2 separate regions of the Anser cygnoides genome follow, and region 1 is linked to region 2. Evidence: chromatin contacts called from public Hi-C data. All regions are on one chromosome and are shown on one strand. Each heading gives the region's core, a stretch centred on a gene start, on an enhancer-like site or on the middle of the called end of the contact. The rest is flanking DNA. Distances are from core to core; before and after follow the strand shown. Region 1 overlaps LOC106047451 (mucosa-associated lymphoid tissue lymphoma translocation protein 1-like). Region 2 holds the start of LOC125185080 (mitotic-spindle organizing protein 2B-like).

Region 1 (7,943 bases), core at 1,395-3,894, 98 kb before region 2:
ATGCAGGCATTTCAGGCTTGGACTCTAAAGTAGTCAAGCACTTCTGGCTTTTGTCTGTCTGCCTCCATTTCTGTACATAAAATGGAGGTGATGACATCCTTTACCTGACAGTGTCACTGACACTTGGAAAAACCTGAAATATTACAGAAAAGCCCATAAGGGATCATTAAATCATTAAATCCCCTAACTTTGGGGGTCCTATTTTGCACCCTGAATACACTGTTGAACGCTCCCTGTGCTACATAAACCACAAAGACTTAAGTTCAAACAGAAAGACAGGTTCTTTATATCAGCTGAACAACCTTGCTGCAAATCTTTCCTAGACTTAATCTCTCTTCCTGAACAGGAACATCAACATTTTGCCTAGAGGGGGAAAAGGTATTTTTTCATTTGTTTGTTTTTTTGTTTTGTTTTGTTTTCCCCGAGACACATTTCAGTGCTCTTCCCACATCTTGTGAGTCAAAACTGCTGATCAGAGACAAGCTTCCGAGTACCAAATTAAAAAGGGGAAGCTCCAGGCACCGCTTATAATACAGGAAATGTCAGCATGCTGCTTAATTAACGCATGACAGCTTATTCCTAGTATTTCACTTGTAACTTTCTGCTCTTATTGCATTTCCGACATCATTTTTTTGACTCAGGACTTTTTAGGACGCTTGAAATAACCACTAGGGAGATTCCTTGTTTATCTGAGGACTATATAATTAGACTATTCAGGGGATGTCTGGGGCCTTCAAAATCATCATTTCTAAGAGGAGGTCTGGAGGAAAAGCAGCCAGATGAGCCACCACCTCCATGTAGTGAATTAGAGAAGCCTTTGAATCACCTCCAACATCCAGACATACGATACCTCTGTGCATAACAACGAAGCCTGGTTTTGTTCTGCGATGGAGAAATCTCGGATGAGGCTCAATAACATAAGAGTACAAAGTCCAGCAAAGTCCAGGTAACCCCAGGCAGTGCTTTGTCCGGGGCTGAGCGCTGATCGAACAGCGATGCTGGAGATAAGGACCTGGGGTCACAGCAGACACCCTGCTAAAGATGAGCCAGCACCTGGGAACAGAGCTATGTTAGGACATGCAGGACCAGCAGGGCAAGGGAAGTTCTTGGCACTCTCCTTGGCCCTAAGGAGACCCCACTTAGGTCCTGTGTCCAGTTTTAGGGACTTCAGTTCAAGAAGAAGGTGGAGAAGCTAGAAAAAGGACAGTGGGAGCTACTGAGATGCTGGGGTCCAGGGCCTGGGAAGAAAGCAGGGAGAGATGGGGTGGGATGGTGACGTGGAGGTGAAGGGAGGGTCTAACAAGAGCCTGCAACTGCTGTAGGAGCAATTAAAGAGACAGCAAAGCCCAGCTCTCCTCATCGGCACAGGCCATACAACACAGGGCAACCTCAGCTCCAGAGGGTCAGGAAAGACTTCCCAGGAGGAAGTCTGCCCTGAAAAGGGAATGTGGAGAAGTGGGGGGCTCCATGCTTGGGAGTCTCCAAAAAAGAAAACACCCACAGGTGGAGGCACTGAGATGTCTCTGTGCAGGTGCACGTCCAGCACACCCACGTGGATGTACAGGACCGGTTCCCACGTGGGCACCCCTGGGATCTTTGAAGTTTTAACAGGCTACCTAGATTGTGACTGGAACTGCAGCCTCACTACCATCATCCAGCACGTACAAGTTGCATGAAACCTGAACTTCTCAATCAGTTCTAGGTGTTTATCCTGGAGCTAGTGCCTTGAAAAATGGGCATATAGGGTTTAGGAGGAGTTGTTGGCTTCCTTGTAAATATGCATTAACAAGACAAGTTAATTTAAAGGATTTGTGCTTCACCTGTTTTTTTAATCTCATGCAAGAAAACAGCTGAAAAACTACTGGAAGATGCATCACAGCGAGATGCAGCACAGTTCAGGTGGAGAAGCCCTGGGGCAATCAGCAGGCAGACTGACCCAACACCCCACCCTAAGCCTGGATGCCACCCAACTACTGCAAGAGTCTTCCACTCAAATACAGGGCTGGGACCAGCCTGTGCCAAGGTTCACTGCCTCAGAATAATAGCAGACCACTCAGCTTAGAAAGCTGTAAAGAAAACTACTATTTGAAGCAGGCTATGCCTAGCAAACACTTGAGGATTATCAAGGTTCAGTAACTCAGCTGTTAATGTTTTCCTTGCCAGTGCACAAAATCAATTTTGCCAGGAAGGATCAATGGCCACAAATGCAGAAAAGCACTGGAAGTTTAAATAAGGCATGACAGCATGAAAGGTTTGCCATTTCCAAATCTTTTTCTTCTCCATTGCTTACGAAAACAGGGGAATTGTCATGGAAAAAAATGCCGTTTGGTCCTTGTGTGCTACAGATAGCAGGTAGGAATGGCAGTGCCTTACACAGACGTGGAAAAAGCACAGCACCTCCCCAGGGAGGACACTGGCCCAGGAGAGGCAAAGCCTCAGATGCAAGGGGATTTCAGACAGCAATCACAAAAGGAAGCTGCAGGTGAAGTCATAGGAATACGCTGTCATCAGATGACACACGGCTGGAGCAGCAAGAACTGCATGATGCCTTTCCCTGCCAGCTCAGCCTCCCTGAGTGAGTCAGTGCCTCCCGGAACAAGGTAGCTTTGCAATGTTTCCATCTGTGGCCTTGTCCCTGTCCATTGCACAACCTCCCAACCTCACACCGAGTGCTGGAGTTGGCCTGTGTTGACTTTTGCTGTCTCAATACCCTGGTTCACCATGCAGCTGAGAGGGTGGTGACGATAAGCACTTTCCAAAGCAGGCTGTGCCTCATGCTGAGGTTTCAAAGAAAAAAAAAAAAAACATCTGCCAGGTGTTTTGAGGGTATCCATCAGGCTGGAAGACCCTTAGAAACCTAAAGGAAGCTACTTTCACCACCAAAATCTGAACACCTGCTTTAAGACCCACAAGATCTGCTCTTTGGTTTTATGTTTAAGGAACACTTCCCATTGAAGCCCAGCCCCAAAGCCATCTGCAGCTGGGAATATGTGCTTCTGCAAAAAGGCTGTCAGAGGCTCAAACTGGACCACGAGGAATGAGAAACAAGCAAATTGTGGCCAGCTGTAGCCATGACAGATCAACAGGAGCTCCTGTCCTGGCAAAGGACCAGGTGGGGCAATCAACAACCTCCTGAATTTTAAAACACCCTCTCCCATTCACAATTGGAAGCACTGACTCCCCAAAACATCAGCAGAAACCCATGCTAATTGAGCCAAAGGGTAGCCATGTGACAGTGAAAAACCTGTTCTGCTTGCCTGTAACCTAGACAAAACGTTTACCTGAAAAGGTAATTTTTTTTATTTTTTTATTTTTTTTGCTCCTCCCTTGTATCAACCACTGCTACATGTACATAAACGGATGCCTTACCATAGACTCCTTTTCCCAGGAGCTGCAGGAACCGACTGACTGCTGTCACCATCTCAGCCTTGTTCAGGTCCAGAAGAGAGACAACTTGGAAGCCCAGCTGCTTCAGAAGAACACTCAGCTCAAACACGTCTGTGACGGGAGCCATCAGGTTTGGATGATGCTGGTAGCGGTTGTTGCCCACTAAAAGTGCTATCTTGCCTGTAGCTAACAGAAACACCAAGTGAAAAAGCTGTAAGCACACAGCAAGTGGCAAGGTCTCACTTCCTTCGGTTGGTGTGAGGACAGGGGAAATTTTTCTCAGTTTTAGGCAGGAAGGTTAGACCTTACCCTGTCACGAGCCTGGAATGCCCTCCAGAAAGCACTCAGCTTTCTGAACGCTTTGACAAAACATGCAAGGCATCATTTTGAAAGAAAGACCTGAGAAGTTTCCATGTGGAAAGCAAAACCGCAGGAGTGGAGGAGGATCTGCACTACTGAGGCTATTTGGCACCAGCCCTACTGTGACTGTTACGCATGCTGGCGGCCCCTGGGAGGGGGAAGCTCTGAGCCAGAGGTCCTTTCCCCCCACAGGGCTGAAGGAGGGAAAGCCAAGCCTCTTGCTTTCACTTCAGCCCCCAGCTTCCCCTGTAGGAAAATCAGATTGGCTTTCAGCAGCTGTGGGAGAAGGAGCTTTGCTCTGGTCCAAGGAGGTATTTAAAAGAAGGGAAAAGGCGTTGTGTGACCCAGACTTCATAAAGTCATTTGGCAAGTGCAGAGGTTGAGATTGGGTTACTCATTAGGAATAATCTTACTCCACTGGCTGAGACTGATCAGGTCTTGGCAGGGAAAAAGACTCTCATCCTGTGCCTCACAGCTCTGATCCAGAAAGCACAGAGCCAGTGGAGCCTGTGACAAAGTGGCCATAAAGGCTTGAAATGGCCTCTGCAAGAAAAGCACCCCTATGCCCTGCCCTCCCATGCACCCTGGAGCTTGCCTTTTAATTCAGGGAATAATTGCTTAGGAAGAAATGATGACAGTACTCACCAAAAAACTTCTCTGAACGACAGGAACCTGGAAAAGAAAGAGGGGAACAATAAGCCAGTGCTCAGCACTCAGCATCCCAGTGCCAGCCCCTACAACAGGTCTGAAACCTGTTCCCATGGCCCCTGGCAATGCAAAGCTGGATCATGCGGTGCATCTGCATCTCATCCGCATCTGTAGAAGTAAAACAGGCTGCTCCTTGGGCAAGTTTTTCACTGCCTGCTTGGTAACCTTAAAGACACTTGTCTGCTGATTTCAGGAGCCTGCCTGAGCTGGCCTTTGGGAGGTACCTGAAACCCCGTGTCAGCAGCAAACAGGAACAGCAAGTGGTTAGAGTTGAAAGGTAGGGCATGCAGGGAAGGAGGGTGCCTGTGTGTGAGTAGCCAGGAAGCAAAGCTGAGAGAAGGGGCAGGCAGGAGAGCCACCGTGGAGGAGCTGGTGCCTATCAGGACATCTGTGCTGCTTGGATCAGCCCTGCCTGGACTGCTGTGCTTCCCAAGATGCCGGTGCTGCTCCTTCGCTGCAGCGAAAGCAAAGGAAACAGGATGACTCCAGGAAGAAACTCAGTCAACATAAGCTTCAGAAGTGAGAGCTGCTCCCCACAAGCGGGAAGGAAGCTGGCTGTTTGCTCTTGGTGGTGATAATATTCCCAGCACCTTCAACACCCTGGTTTGTCTTTTCCTGCCTTTCAGCAGTTCCAGCTCAGGAAGGCCACCCCAAAATGTGACTCACTTTCATGAGCTTCATCAGCTCCCCTGTCCAAGCACTGCGCTTTGTGGGTGCTGGTGTGCCTGTGGGGCATCCATGCAGGAATCCCACCCCTCAATGCTCCCAGCATGCAGTCTCTGAAAACCATCGTTACCCTGACAGCTCCAGATTTCCCTATTAAAAAAAAAAATCCAGCACAGGAGAAAAGCCTGAAACCCTACAGGCTCTAAATGAAGAAAGAGCATATTTTTAATTGCATAAATCTTCTGAGTCTGGAAGACCTGAACACACAGTGATGACGGTGCTGGTAATGCTCCAGGGAAATCTATCAGAACAAGCTTATTTGTCCTTTTCTGCCTCTGACAGAGCCACCTGTTGCATTTTAAAGCTACTCAGGCATAGCATTTTGAACCCAACCCAGTCTGATGTCCCTTTCATGCTGAGTGTTACTCCTGGGTGCTGTTTTGCCAGACGCAAGAAGGCAGGGAGAGTACACAACACTCTCTGATTATACAGGACCAGTTTGCTCCCTGGAGAGGTTTTAAAGACAGACTGTAAGGCCAGATGAGAAGTTTATAGCATAGAAAAATCTCTAGATGGAGTAAAGAGCCCACAAAGCTATTCCTGACTCACTGCAAAGGCAGATGGCCAAAGCAGCCATCACACTGGAGGTGGAGCATGCCCGAGGCTCCGGGGATCCATCTTCTCCCCAGGATCCATCAGGTCACACAGCACGCGCTGCATCAGCCCCAGGCTGCCAGCCTGATGGGCCTGAACCTTCCTGAAATAAACACCATCCTCTCCAGCTCCATGTGTCTGAGCACATCACTTTGTCTTGGCAAGGCTGTGCATTAGTTTTAACGAAGGACTCCATTGCAATTTGTTGAGAGATCTACTAAACCCGCACCTCGGCAGGGCAAGAAAAACTGCAGTGAGCATCTGAGAGTGCAGCCTAATGTGGCTGTTTTCCTACCATCTGCAGGACCCAGCAGCGTCCCAAGCCACAGTACAGCCAGGCAGACAGAATGCTGCTTTTTTTCTTTTACAGTTGCCACTTCCCTCGCCAAATCTGAACCCCGTTATCAAGTAATCCCATTTATCATGGGGCAGGCCGATGCCTGCATTCCCAGCTCAGTAGGGTTTACGCAGCTCTGCTGAGATCACCCAGTATATCCAGGGTGTGAAACTGTGCTCTGCAGGCTGCTCCCGTGACAGCTGCCACAGGACTGCCAGGACACTCCCGTGTTTCTGCAGAGCCCCACGCTGCCTCTCCACTCTGAAGTGTCTTATGTTCAGCTCCCCACATCAGTGTTATTTAAAACCAATGGTATTTTTTTGTGTTACTAAAAGTCCGTTCAAGCTGGAGAAAGGTGTGAGTGGCAAAGCCATGCACCCTACTTCTCCTAATCCCACACCCCTCAGCCCAGCTTCCCCTGCACAAAGTGAGCCCCAGGGTAACACCCTGGCACTGGCCTCCTTGTCCACCGGCCTGGCATTTCCAGACAAGAGCACTGAAGTCCTCTTAACTACTTCTCAAGCTAGAAGATGATTTGCAGCAAAGCAGATGTGGGTTGGCTCTGCTCACCTATGTGAATGTCCACTGCGTTGGTCCAGTGCTCTCCGTGGCTATTGGAGGCACAGCAGAGGTACGTGCCGGAGTCACTGACTTTGGCGTGGGTGATCTAGACAGATCAAAAGTTAAATCTCATTATTTATGGTGACAGTTTGCATCCTCTCAACAGTATCTGCTAAATGCACCCTTGTTTCGGGAATAAAATATATTTTTTTTTGCTGCTTCCTGCAACCTCATTTATTGCCTCAGAAAGATATCTAAGATTGCTTTTCCATGACTTTTGTCTTTCTAAGAAGCTCAGCAAGGCCACACGCTAAGGTCTGCTGCAAACCCCAGCTTCTAGAGAGCAAGAATGCTCTGCCCTGATGCCCTCTTTTCTTTATCCAGCAGCCCTGAAACGCTGTGTCATAGCCATACTCTGCCCCATGAACCACACTAGCAGGACAGCACATGGCCAACTTCAGAAGGTTGTCCATTTTTCCTCTTAGGTGGCATTTTCTAGATATCCATCATGCCCATTGCTCTCTTCTAGCAAGTTTCTCATTCATATCCGTCCCGCCTGAAGCAGGACAAGAATGCCAGCAGTTCTGGCTGGCAAGGACCTCTGCAGTTCTCCAGCCCAGCCTAGCCTCCTGCTCAGAGAGGAACTAAAGGCACAAGCGGGTCAAAGCAGCTGTGGCTCTGTCTAGACAAGTCTTAAAAACCTCTGATGACAGAGATCTTGTGGCCTCTCTGTGTACAGGCTCCACCACTGCACCCACCCCAAAGTGAAGAATCTATTCCTAGTCCCCATGCTGAACTTCCCTGGGAAAAGTTCTGTTTGAGGCCACTGTCCCTCGTAACACCACCTAAGAAGAGCTTGGCTCCTTTACCATGCTTTAAGTGATGCCCCAGGAGGAAGTCTGCCTTTCTTGCACAGAAGACAGCACCGACTAGACAGCACATTCAGCCAGTGACTGACCACAAAACCCGACCTTTTTCTGACTCCCTGACTCTTTCCTGTTGTAACTAACCACTTTTCCTTCTAGCTTTCCTGCAGGCAGACACTGTTCCTGCAGCTCCATCACTTTACACCCGCAGCCCCCTGCACGTACATACAATAGCTGTTCTTGTGCCACTGCAAAAAAGCACAAGAGGCCTGCTGAGAGCCCTCAATGCCAGCACAAGGCATCAATCTCTTATTTCTTACAGAAACATCCACAGCTTTGGAAGAAGCCCATAAAATGTATTCCCTCTTCAACCATAGTCCTTCAGTCAGGGCTATCAAAGCAAC
Region 2 (7,323 bases), core at 101-2,600:
GTGCATCACCTACACAGTGAGGGCTCTTGCCCTTGCATTTGACTTCCAGCCATTCCCACAGTGCTTCCTGCACATCATATACCTGAGCAAGCAGGAGAGTAAGCACGAGGACGTCACCCAGTCTTCTCACCAACACAGACCCCAAACTGCCCCACTCAGCTGAAGGCCCTTCCAGAAGTCCATCGTTCAGGGCTACCTCATGCTTTGCAGCTGTGGCGCTGCTGGTCCACAGACAGCATGGTAATTCACACTGGCAGCTGCTGCTCCCGTTATCAGTGCTGTGATAATTGTCCCCGCTGGGCTGGTCCCGCTCAGGGCCATTAGCAGCAAGGTCCTTTTTTTATCATCATACGTCTTGTTCCTGTCTTGGCAGCTACAGTAAATACCTGTCTGTTACTGAGGCTGAACGCCCGTAAGGACACACGGTCAGGTCACCCTGTGGCGGGTGCTGATTTTTGCACAGTTGCAGCTTTCTTGGGGTGCGAAGCAGCAGCGTACATCGCCTGTGGCTTACTGCAGGGATGGGCTGGGGTCTCCTGCGGTGGTGCCTGGGGGTGACATCCCTGCATCGTGCCCTCGCTCCAGCTCTGCCATCCGTTCATCCGTGCAGCTGGTCTGTCTGCGGTCTCCGCCTGCACGGAGGTGGGGGGAGCGGGGTAGGCGATCTCCCCTGATGGTGGAGGCGATGCTGATTTCCATTTAGATAGAAGAATTTCAATCTCAGCTTGACGTCTCCTCGCAACTCAAGACCCAAATTTCCAATTTGCTTCCTCACACGAAGCCAGATGCTCCCTGCTGGCTTGGGAACTGAAGCACGTTAGAGGCACTGGAGCCCTGCAAAGGTGGACAGCCAGGTGTGTGAATGCGGCCAGTTATCGATATTCAGGCCCCTGGGGCAGCTGGCACACGTGGCTGCACGGCTCCTTCCACACACCCCGGTCTGCTGCCCTGCCTGGGGCCCAAAGCGCTCCCTTCACCCATAGGCCTGCCCCCCGCAGCCCTTGTCCGGGGTGAGGGGAGTAAAACCAGCACCCCGCGCCGGCCCCCACAGCGCAGGATCCAGGTGGCTCAAGAAAAGAAACACGGCAAGAAATTCGGCCACGGGGGCGTCCCAGGGGGCTGCCTCCCTCGGGCGCGTGCCCGCAGGTGGGCACCTCACAGGGCTCGCACTCGTGACCGCCGCCGCGAGGCCACGGCCCACCAAAGCCCTCCAGCTCTTCACCACAGGGGGGACGAGGGGAACCGGGGGCCCAGAGAACCCCGCCGAGCCTCCGCCGCCGGGGAGGCCGCCGCGGGGCCGGGGGCTGAGGCGCGGCTGCCCCCTGCCGGCCGCGGGCGGCGGGGCCGCGGGGCGGTGCCGGGCCGGGAGGGGCGCGGCGAGGCGGCGGCACGGGGCCGCCATGTCGGGAGTGACGCTGGGCAAGGTGGCGGCGGCGGCGCGGCCGCGGCGGAAGGTGCTGAGCGCGGAGGAGGCGGAGCTGTTCGAGCTGGCGCAGGCGGCGGGCAGCGGGCTGGACCCGGAGGTGTTCAAGTGAGCGGCGGGGCGGGCGGCGCGGGGCGCGGCGGAGCTCCCCTCCCCCGGAGCCTCCCCGGAGCCCCCCGCTGACGGCCGCCCCGCAGGGTGCTGCTGGACCTGCTGCGCATGAACGTGGCGCCGCTCGCCGTCTTCCAGGTGCTCAAGTCCATGTGCGCCGGGCAGCGGCTGCCGGCGGGCACCGAGAGCGGAGCCCCCGCCGCGCCGGCGCCGCTCCCCGCCGACGGCCGAGGTAGGCGGCGGGCAGGCGGGCGGGGGCCGGGCGGGGGGCGGCGGCGGGCCCTGACCTCTCTGTGTCTCTCCCGCCCAGAGCCCCTGGAGGAGCCGCTCGCCTTCGCCTCCGCCCTGCGGCTTCCGCGGCCCGCCGGCGTCCGCCCGCCCGCCGCCTGCTGCCGCCCGCTGCCCCGCTGCGTCTCCGCGCCGCCCGCCGGCCGCGCCGCGGGCTCGGCGCCGGGGGCTCGCCCGATCGGGCCGCCGGCGGCCCCGGGGCGCGGGGTGAGGGCCGGGCGGCAGGGCCTGCGGCTGCTGGCGGCGCGGCCCGGCGGCGCGGCCGGGCCCCGGGGGCCGCCTCCTCCGCGGGAGGCCCGCGGCGCCCGCTCCGTGTGAGGCGGCGGGGCCCGGCCGCGCCTCCCGGCCCGAGCGGAGCCCCGCGGGCGCTGTCGCAGCCCGGTGTTTTACCCGTGCTTCGCTCCCTCCGCGGAGGGAGCAGCTCGCGAGGAGCGGGAGCGGCGCGGGGTGTCAGGAAAAGGAAGGGGTCGCTGAGGTGACTCGCGCTGGGTTTCCTACCTGCGTAGGCTGGCGGCCTGCCTCGCTCCTCTGAGGCTTCCAAGCAGCCTAACCCCCCGAATATGTAATGCTGCATAACGCTGTTTCGATTTTGTATTTAGCTCTCAGAAACACGAGTTTCTGGTATGCTAGGAATCACTGAAAACAGGAGCTGTGGTGCTTCATCTGCTCCATCCACGTGTGGTAGCACAGCAGCTTGTGCTGCTCACCCGTCGGGTTCCTGTGCCCGAATGAATGTTTTTTTTCGTGGGAATGTGAAATGGAAAGGGGAGGCTGGGTGGAGCTGTCAACTATAGCAGTGACTGCTTTGGAATATAATTATTCTTACTGCTCTGACCTCAGAGGTCAGTAACAAATGTAGCCCTGAAGCTGTGCCATATTTTTTCCAAGCCAATTCTAATAAAACTTTATTCCCTCTACTTTCTGAAGTGGCTTTTGGCTGGTAGTGTGACACATCTGTGGGTTACTTGTAAAAGGTTCGAAAGGCTTAACTAAAATGTCTGCTGTCACTAAGCTTAAATTCAGTGCGCAGGAGAGCTCTCACTTCTTCTGAGGTTAGTAACGTAGTAAAAAGGGGTAATGGCCAAAACAGCGTGGTTTCATGGATGATTTGCGCAGTTGCCAAGAACAAAACTACGCTGAAAGATAGGTTTGCTTCACACCTCAGGATTGCATGGGGGTTTGATGGTTGCTCAGTGGGAGTGTAGAGATGGATGAGGTCAAGCTGAATTTTATTGTTGTGTTCTGTTCTCCCTTCTTCTCAGTGTTCCAGGGCGAAAACTTCACTGTAGCTGATGAGTATTTGTTGACCCGTGAAGAATTCTGTAGTAAAACTGAAAAAGAAAACTTTTGCCAGCAGCCACTGTGTTGGGAACACAGAACGATGGAAAAAAGAAAACCTTGGCTGTCAGTGTAGGTAACAAGTAAGGCTGAGGGCAAGTAAGGTTCTCCTGTCATGATATCGTACTGCAGCTTAGTCTAGTCTCACTGCCGAGACTGCGTTGGTGATAGGGAGTGCTTATTCTGTACGGCAGCTGGCTGTGCTTGCAGGCCTGTGTACCTGATGGCGCGTCCTACAGAGAGCAGATCTGAAAGGCAAGATTCACTTGAATATCTTCAAGCAGTCTGTTTCAGGGTAAGACTGATTATGCACCTTCACAGTAGCAGAGCGTGCTACTTCTAGTGTGTATTTCCACATGGTAAATGGGTGCAGTTCGCCTCATTGAGCAGCTGGGGGTAGCATGGATGCTGAGGAAGTTTACTAAAGCCTTAACTGGAATTTGGGTGTGCAGATAAGGTGTCCTGGACTCCCAGGACCTGATGGTTCCTCTTTCTTGCTGAAAGAGGTGTTCTTGATTAAAAGTTTCCTGGTGAGAGGATGTGAGTGGTAAAGAGAACAGACTTGCGTATGAGATTTTTAAAGATGCACAGAGGAAAAAGAAGACACCTGGCTATTTTTCTGGAGCAAAGTGAGAGGGGCACAGCACTTGGATATTTTAAGAAAGCAGCAGATTGCTGTTCCTTGCCACGTTGAGAGGAAATGTCTCAAAATAAGAGAGTAGCAATTCCGAACAAAAGATGCTTTAAATCCTGCTCTCTTGTTCTAGTTTGGTGCTTCAGGTGTGACGGGCCCTGCAAACTATGAAGGAACTTTGGGTGATGTTTGTTCCTGTTTGTCTGTTAATATGGAGTAGCTTTTCTTCTCTCATAATGCTGTTTAGTACTTTAGTACGTAGTACTTCGTGTAAAAAAACAAACAAACAAAAAAACAGCTTCTTCTAATACTGGGCCACTGCCATGAGCTACTTCTAGCTAGTTGTAGGCCAGCTCCAGTTTGAAATGGTTAGATGGTGACTCCTCTGTTAATGAGCATTAAATTCCTCAAGAGGAAGTCAGAAACCCTATGGCAGAGTTGATCTGCCCTCAGTAGTTGCCTTCTACAGCTAGAGGTAGTGCAAATACATTAAAGAGCCTGAGTTTCTAGGACTTAACATCCGTCTTGGGGTCTTAAATCAGTTTTCCCGTTATCAGTCCAAGATGTTCGTTCTGCATCTTTAAGCAGAGCATCTCCTGGTCCAAGACATGCCCAAGCCTGACTGCATTCTTACTGTCTCAGGCCCCTGGTGCTGCCAGTCCTTAATGTCTGTAGTTTCTCTTTAAAATTACCACGTTGAAACCCTTGAGGACATTGTGACGAGCTGTCTGAACTGAGGGTGAAGTGTAGCGAAAATCAGAGAAAGATGAGCCTAGCTCTATGTTGCTTATGGTAAATACATTGTTAGTTTGGGCTTTTGTGCTTTATTTCACATTTCTGCTTCATTTCATGAGTCTAACACATGTCTTCAGGGCTACGTAATGCACTGTGATCACTGGATCGTATGTGGCTTACTGAGACAGGAGGATCACCCCCATTAAGCCACAGTTTTAGTGTTCTCGCAGGTACCTGCAGAGAATGCTGGCCTTGGATTTTCACTGAGCTGGTGCTTAGTACTGGTGTTAGAGGAGAGCTTTGGCCTCCTCTCCCAACACATTCATCCCTGGCCCAATGCTGATGGGCAGTGCTGTGCTTGCCAGAAGGTTTGGTCTTCCCAGTTGTGTCAGGTGTGTTTTTTATTTTATTTAATTTTCTGGAAGGTTTTGCTGCATTAGGGCTCATAGCAGTAGCTAACTTTAAATGAAGATTTCTCGTTTTAGTTTGTCAGCCTAAGTGACTTTGTCATCACCCAGCACCTCCTGATGATGACCAGCGACTAATGCCCTTGTGAATAAATTCACCACTGAAAGCTAAATCTCTGGAAATTCTTTGGGCAGAACTTTACATCTGATAGTGTTTTATCACAATCTTACTCCTGCATCCTCACTTCTGTGAGTATAAGAAGTGCCAGTGAGATCTCATTAACATTGAGAAGAGCATGTTTTTTTTTTTTTTTTTCTAGACGTCCTTGTGAGGATTTATTTCTGTCCCCTCTCAGAAGGGAGATGTTTGTGCTTGCTGTGACTCAGTCAAGGAGGGGCTGTGTTAGTGGAGTGCTTAGCCTGACCGAAGATGGTCCTCAAGTGCAAGCTAACAGTCTTGTGCCACCTTAACTGCAATTTTGTACGATTCTGGCTGTCTTATGTCTGATACCACAGTGCGGTGTAGGCACCTGGAGCAATGTGCATGGAGTGTTGGAGGAAGATGTGTGGGATTCACGGTCGAAGGTTGTGAAAACAGACTTCCAGAGGTTTCGGTTTGTGGGATCTGGTAATGCAGTAAAGCAGAACTGGACCATCAGTGCCAGCCTTGTCTGTGTTTCCCTTGACCACATGAGGCTGTGTTAGGATTTGAACTATCTGCATGTCAAGGCAGCAGCTTGTTTTACTGAAGTTCTTAGAGGAAGGGGTGTTGCTGACATACAAATCCCTTTAAAATCAATGTATCTTCAGGCTAATTTTCTCTCCTTAAATTGGAGAAGCAAGTAGTTAGCTCAGACTGAAGAGGAGGAGGAATCAGGCTTACTCATTCACTGAACTTTCTGGTTCTGAACGCAGTCCATCATCAATGCCTCAGTTCAGGAGTTGGGGTAAGTGTTAACAGGGTGACCGGGGGTGTCCTCTGGGCTGGATCCGTTCTGCAGGGGTTTTTGGTTTGCCTTGCCTTCTTTTCCTTCAGGAGCTGCCGTGGGGAAGGGGAACCAAAGCTGTATCTGCTGTTGGCCCTGCCATCTCTTGTTGGAAGATGCTGCTTATTTTTAAGAAGAGGATGGCGTGGCTTCTGCGCAGGACAAGGCGTTTGGAGATGGGAGATGCCTCCTCTGCATAGCTGGGACTTGTCTGCTGACGTAGCCAGAGCTCCTTGCGCTGATGCAGAGAACAGCAATTGTTGTACATAAGCTTGCCCAGCTGCTTTGCACAGTGTCGTTCAGCTCTGCATATTTGCTCTTTCTCCTGTGCTTCCTCCTTTGTCAGAAGACAGACAAGTGGCTGAAGTAATCCAGGTCTCACTATACATCAGCTGAGTCTGCTTCCTTCAATTTTTATCAGTAACAGTGAGATATCGGCTTAAGCTTCTCAGCTCATCATGGTACAGAGAGGTTTTTTAAAGCAGTTAAAAAAAAAAAAGACTTACTCTGATAAGCATTGCTGGGGGTAGGGGTAAGAAAGCACATTGCTTTCCTCCCCTCACCTCTGTAGTTATTTCAGCTTTTTTACAGCTAAGGCTCTTAAGCAGCAGGGGATCATAGAAATGACTTTATGTTATGTTTTCAATAGAATTTAACAGTGGCACAGAGGTGTTTGTTGGTAACAATTCATAACTGCCTCAAAATTACTGTTTGACTATTAGACCATCCATCTGGCATACTTAGCTAGATACAGCTTCATGCAAGCTGCATTCAAAACTGGTCCTCGCAATAATTGATTTGGGAGAGAAAGAGCTTATTTTAAAAGGAAGGCATGTTCTTTGGGCAATTTCTTCCCATAAATGCAAGGGAGAGTTGTGCACACCCATTAGGACAGTGGTGTAGGGTTTAGTTTAGACTAGGCATTTGTATAATTTGCTGTTGTGTACTTCAATATGGCTTTATGTATTGTTCCATGCTTGCTTTTCCCGTCAGCTCACCTCACCCTCAAGCCGCTGGTGATTTTTCTGCAGTTTTCTACCCCTCTGTTAACATGCATTTGTCAATGCCCTGCTCTTTTTTTTTTTCCTAGACTAGTGAATATTCTTTGACGGTCCTCCTCTTTTCACTTCCACTATTTTTTCCACGTTTTCCCACTCTCCAGCCCAAATGCTTTCCATAAAGTTACTTTCCAGGGCTTTGCCCCAACTATTTTTTTGTACCAAATGATTTGTTAACATAAGCTTGCTTTTCACTGTGCTCTCACCTGGTTTGTGGATTTTTTCAGGCTGCATGGCACCAGTGCAATCTCCTAGTCTGTGCAGGAGATAGAATGCTTTCCTGATTAAGAAATGATTAAGAAACTTCTCAGCTTTTTGCTTTCTTGGCTGGTTAAAAAATGTA

The links. A called contact is a pair of places that touch in the nucleus more often than the background predicts.
Region 1: a contact with region 2 is called in a Hi-C map of fetal liver, with 1.8 times the contacts expected there. The contact joins the enhancer-like site here to the promoter of LOC125185080 in region 2. A contact is called at or near these places in 5 of 7 Hi-C or Micro-C datasets (fetal liver, granulosa cells and liver).

Annotation. Positions count from the first base shown.
Region 1 is chr11:11,204,747-11,212,689 of Taihu_goose_T2T_genome, reverse strand. It overlaps LOC106047451 (mucosa-associated lymphoid tissue lymphoma translocation protein 1-like), which reads right to left. Exons shown (of 15, transcript XM_048081428.2): 6 at 6,683-6,779; 7 at 4,393-4,419; 8 at 3,370-3,573. Among named protein-coding and RNA genes, the nearest start is that of ALPK3, 14 kb to the right of the region's middle. Within about 2 kb of position 2,644, at least 1 of the 3 cell types and tissues checked has open chromatin away from gene starts, as enhancers often do. A contact at or near this core is called in fetal liver, where this site is marked.
Region 2 is chr11:11,106,523-11,113,845 of Taihu_goose_T2T_genome, reverse strand. LOC125185080 (mitotic-spindle organizing protein 2B-like) reads left to right here and starts at 1,350. Exons shown (of 3, transcript XM_067003924.1): 1 at 1,350-1,531; 2 at 1,621-1,766. The coding sequence starts at 1,401.